2 separate regions of the Anas platyrhynchos genome follow, and region 1 is linked to region 2. The links are chromatin contacts, called in public Hi-C maps. All regions are on one chromosome and are shown on one strand. The core of a region is the stretch at or near the end of the contact, and the rest is flanking DNA. Distances in the headings are between cores, read along the strand shown.

Evidence for each region. Hi-C and Micro-C count contacts between places; a contact is called where the count stands out from the background.
Region 1: a Hi-C map of subcutaneous adipose tissue shows a contact between it and region 2, with 2.3 times the contacts expected there. The contact joins the promoter of ANAPC7 here to the promoter of IFT81 in region 2. A contact is called at or near these places in 4 of 8 Hi-C or Micro-C datasets (liver, skeletal muscle, small yellow follicle and 1 more).

The regions. Positions count from the first base shown.
Region 1 is chr16:3,147,443-3,150,142 of IASCAAS_PekinDuck_T2T, forward strand. ANAPC7 (anaphase promoting complex subunit 7) reads right to left here and starts at 1,264. Exons shown (of 11, transcript XM_027469814.3): 1 at 974-1,264; 2 at 467-653; 3 at 16-135. The coding sequence starts at 1,074. ARPC3 (actin related protein 2/3 complex subunit 3) reads right to left here. Exons shown (of 7, transcript XM_027470218.3): 7 at 2,529-2,700.
Region 2 is chr16:3,008,746-3,011,445 of IASCAAS_PekinDuck_T2T, forward strand. IFT81 (intraflagellar transport 81) reads left to right here and starts at 1,447. Exons shown (of 18, transcript XM_021277952.4): 1 at 1,447-1,866; 2 at 2,686-2,700. The coding sequence starts at 1,723. P2RX7 (purinergic receptor P2X 7) reads right to left here and starts at 670. Exons shown (of 14, transcript XM_072024610.1): 1 at 241-670.

The DNA of each region.
Region 1 (2,700 bases), core at 14-2,513, 140 kb after region 2:
TCTGCCAGAACAAACCTTTGGGGTTCTCTGTCTGGAAGGAATCCCATCCAGAATAGCAATGGCATCTTTATCTTGCTTCAGCATCGTGTAACATTCAGCCATTTTATATTTCACTTCAATTTCAGATGGTAAACACTGAAATAAAACACAAACATTAAAGCACATTAAAGTCACATTAAAAAACGTAAATAACATCTCCTCATTAAACGTTTACAGTATGTTAGAAAAGTCTAGTGCAAGAAAATTAAAAATGCAACTGACCGTTGGTTCTCATGTCTTCAAAAAGCATGAATTGCATGTATAAAAAAACCTCATGTTCCAGGACCATATTAAGGTTTTCATTAGAAAATAGGTTTATTTGACATGATAAATCCACAATTTAACACTACATCATTAAATCAATAACATTAACTGAACAGAGGGATGGTGATCATTTTATGCAGCACATTAGTCAGTTTTTAAATACCTGGCTTTGGGGGGTTGATGCAGCATTCCCAGTAGAAGGTCTTACTTTTGAAGTTTTACTTAAAGCCTTTTTCTGCTGCAAGGCCATCGTGTACTTACTGACAGCATTTCTATACTCCTTATCATGGAAAAGAGAATCCGCGTGATATACGAGGAGTTGGTATTTCTGAGATGGTGAAAACAGTTCCCTAGGAAAAAACGCAAACAGACTGAGTTCAGCTAAGAGCCAAAGGGATTCCAAAGCATGTGAAGCTTGCTTTGTCTGCCTTCAACTCCCAGCTGTTGCTGCTCCCTTGCTGCACTGGGAGGGCCCCTGGGTAACAGGTACAACCCCTCACAACGATGAACTGTGAGGATTTCAGAAGGGGATTCCGGCGTTAATTACTACCTCAAACAACTCTTTAGGGAGTTAGGGAGAGCCCTAACACTGAGCCCTCCTCCTCCTCGCCTCCTGCCCCCAGGCTCCCCGCGGGCCTCCCCCTCAGCCGCCGGCGGGAGGGCCACTCACGGGTTGTTGCCGCTCATCGTCAGGAGAAGCCCGCTGAGGAGCCGCACGTTCGAGTGGAGCCCGGCGGAGGCCATCTCCCGGACGTGCTCCACCACGCTCATGACGGCGGCGGGAGGGCACGGCAAGGAGAAACGGGGCCGGGAAGGGACCGAAAAGAGACCGGGAGAGGACAGTGAGGGGACTCGGAAGGGAGCGGGGCCGCCGCCGCCGCTTCAAAATGGCGCCGCCGCAGGCCCCTCACACGACGCCGCCTCCGCCGCTGCCCTGACAGGCGCTCGGCGGGGCAGCCCGCGGGCGGGGCCAAGGCCCCCCGATAGCTCCGCCCGCGCAGCGCCGCCTTCCCTCAGTCGGCTGAGGGGCGGGCGGGGGACGGGAACAGGGAGGTTTGCCTCAGGCTGGGCACTGTGTCGTAGGGGACTGGAAGAGGACTTCCCCAGCTCAGTAGTGTTTTGTGTAAAAAGATTTAGATTCTGCGTTTGCAGAGCTCTTAAACCCAGCCGTTTTTCTCTCAAAACCGAATTTTCTCCCCAAACTTCATTAACTGTTGGCTGTGGCAGCTAAGTGTGACAGAAGTCTCGGAGGTTCTGCCTGTAAAAATAGACAACTGAGAAGAAAGACCCTTTAAAATCCAGGTTTCTTCTGGGACACGAGCAGAAGAAATGCTTTAACTTGTGCCACCATTAACTATGAGGCATGGAACTGCCTCTCAGAGGGTCGACCTCACAGCAATAAGATGAAACAGACATGTTGGGATTTTTTTCTTACATCAGCTTGATTTTTTCCACTCCCTTTTCTACTGTGAAAGGGAGTAAAATGTGCGAAATGTAGAACGTGGCTACTCTACTGCCACCAACAGCAGGAGGAGCTGTCAGCTCAAGGCCACCACAGCTCTCAGTGACTGTGCCAAGCAGCCCAATGTTAAGGAACACAAAGTGTGTTGGTGCTATATGGTGGCAATGAAACAAGCATTGCCACAATGTTTTGCCACTAACTGCAATTTTCTGTTTAGAAAATAAAACAAACTCACATTTGCAGATCTTCAGGAAGCCATCAGATTGATCAAAACAATTTTTGCTACTATCGAGCTCATTGTTTGTCCAAATCTGCCATCACAAAGGCAGCCTTGGACTAAGTTGTATGTAATCTGCCTGCATTACTCTTTGAAGATGTTTTAGTACAAGGAAGCACTGCTCTGAAAAAGATGTTAAATAATCAGGACGTTGCTGGAGACCACAGCCCCTGCATTAATCTTGTTTATAATACGAATGATTCACTTCTGATTACTTTACCATTACACAATAATGATGGCTTTTTCACCAAAATTTTGATTTTATTTCTTTGAAAGCTATCCATAAGACATAAAGCAGTTATCACATTAATTACAAGCTAAGTTTATTGAAAAAAGGTAAAAATCACTGTACTTTAACACGTGATACTGAGACTCTAGCCAGCAGAGCAATTACATACGCCCCCAGGCACACACATTTCTCCTGTCTAAACAAAAGCCCTGTTTTAAATGCTAGCTGTAGCCACTGATAATAAAGCAGCCTGCATCTGAAACAGCACATTAGAAATCTTTTATTAAGCACCAGCTTAATATTTGCTTACAGTACTCAATGATCTTTTTGCTTTAACTTCCTTTTACCTCTCATTGATTTTTTTTTTTTTCACGAGCACTTAATTCTTCCTTGGTACAAAACATACCCAAAAAAAAAAAAAAAGAGACA
Region 2 (2,700 bases), core at 197-2,696:
CTGTCCTTTATTTCTTAGAAGGTGCGAGGAATGGAAGACTTAACAAGAATCAGAGCAGCACCCTCCCACCATGCCCAGCCCAGATCCAGATCCCTCTCGCTGCCCTTGGCGCTGAAGGCACAATCCATTTTCTCCCCTGTACTGAAACAAGGATGTGTTTCTGTATTTGCAGAAACATGGCATTTCTCCAGCATTAAGGAAGTACTGCCCAGGATCCGTGGGTCTGCCACTTCCTATTACCTTTCTGTGCAGTCTACAGGGAGCAGAACTGGTCCCCAGTGCCTCCATGGGAAATACCCTTCTCATTTGCTCCCTCTGTGTATTCTATATGCTCAAAATACTCATCAGAAGAAAAGCGTAACTGATACCAGGAAAGCATGACAAGGGAAAGTAGATCTCTTCTGGGAACTTGTAGGTAGATACGATTCCTAAAGGTCAGTATACAGCCTGAAAGCACAGAGGAAACATGATCTGGTTTTTAAAGTTCAAATCCAGCAGTCAGGAGACTCGGATTATGTTCCTGGCTTTCATGCGCAATCAAAAGCTCCTCATCCATCCCCTCTGTGACGGAGTTTATCCAGTTAAAAGCTAGGACAGCAATGTAGTGTCACTTTTCAGGCTCTCAGAGAAGATCAGTAAATTAGGATTTTATGAAGCATTTTATATTCCTCAGAAAGAAGAAAGGAGCTAATCTAAGATAGACGCAGTACTTAGAATTGCAAAGCGTTACATTTATGATTGCTATTTACTGAATAAAATTCCGCAGTGATTTACAACCTGTGCATTTCAATTGGCACCAATTTAATATGACTCACTGCATATTTTACTCCATCATCTGTGGACTCACGTGGGTTTCTAAGACAATCCAAAAAGCTAATTGTAGTAGCAGAGGCTCCAAAATCCACCTATTTAAGGTCTAAATGTGATTTTTGAAGGATCTGCAATTAAAAAAATGTGCAAATTGGAGATACCACTTTCATGAACAAGCTCCGGAGTCTATTTTTGATTGTTTGGTATTTTTGAAGCGCCTGTCCTCGTTCAGATGTGGTATTGCTCACACTGACTGTGTGCTTATTGCTCTGCTGAGGCACACTGGCAACCCAAGGACATAATTTGCCATTCCCCCCTCACGAAGCGCCCCATTTTCCACACAGATCCCCCGTGCTTTCCTCCACAGAACTGAGACAACCATTCCAGTCACGGACACCAGCGCCATTTCCCATCGTTTTATTGTGCCAACGACCGCCAGAAACCCTAACTGGGTAACTGCAGCAATGCGTTTATACATCTACACGCCACAGCATCCCCCTAATACACCGGGGTGCTAATTATACGCGTTAAAAGGTGAATACATTCCACCAGCGCCCCGCGCCACTCTGCGCATGCGCAGCCCCCTCCCGCTCTCAGCCGTCCCGGCGCCTTGGCTGAAGCGCGCGCGCGGCAGCGTCGGAAGTGACGTCATCGCCCCGGCCTGGCAACCGTTACCATGGTAACCGGGAGGCGCTGAGGGGAGGTGAAGGCCCAGGCGGCCCCGGCGCCTCAGGGCGCTGCACCCCGAGGGTCTCCGAGGGTCCCGGCCCTTCCCTCGGAGCCGTGGGGCTGCCAAAATCCTCGCTGAGGTGGTGCCTGGCCCCGCTGCCCCTGTCAGCCCTCCCCCGGTCCCGCCGAGGCCTCCTCACATCACCTCCGGCCCCGCCGCCGAGGCTCGGCCCGGCCGCCACCATGAGTGACCAAATGCAGTTCATTGTTGAGAAGCTCAATCAGGAGCCCTTCAGGAAGAGCTACAATCTGATCACGTTTGACTCCTTGGAGTCCGTGCAGCTCTTGCAGCTGCTCAGTGATGTGCTGGGGGAGATTGACCCGAAGGTAAGGGGGGCAATCGGAGCTGCTCAGGCCTGGGGAACTGCAAGCGTCACGGATGGGCTCGTCACAGAAACTGCGCTGAATGCTTTTATTTAGGTCTGGCTCCGTGTTCCTTGTGGCATGTTTGGTTTACCAAAATAGCTTGTATGAATCTTCCTGGAAATAAATGTGCCTGGCAAGAATCCTTTTTGTCTCTACATCAACGTGGTTTTGGCAAACAAGCAAATGGTTCTTGGGCCAGGGATACTGGACCCTTGCCCCCTAGAGTCTGATGACTATATTTTATCTTGGGAATCAGGACACAGATCTTACATTGCTTCAGACTGACAATGACTCCATTCTTAAGTCAAAAGTCAGGCTGTGTCTTGCGCACTTACACAGGGTAGTGACTGATCAAGAACTGAGCCTTGTGATTTCTCACTTGCGATAGATATCGAGTTGTTAACTGCCTCAGCCTCGAGGCTACCAAAGGTGTGTATGAGATCAGAGGGTTCATTCACGTACATGGGGTACAGATATATGTGCCCTGGTCTGGTAGGATCCCAGACTTCCTTGGTGGAAGCAGATGGTTTGTCTATATAGAAGCGGTCCTGTGAGCAGGGAGAACATATGCCTAGAATAAAATTACCTAAATACACATGTAGGAGAAAAATCTGTTAAAGAGAATCAGAGCTTGGTGATAAAAAAGAATGTTCTGTATGGAACATCTCACTTCATTGATGTATCATATGAAAAGTAGATGAAGTCAATTCTTTTAATGTTACCAGTTAATTAACATGATTTGAACAAATACTGTTTATTTGTTTATTTACAACTATGTAGCATATTGTTGACATC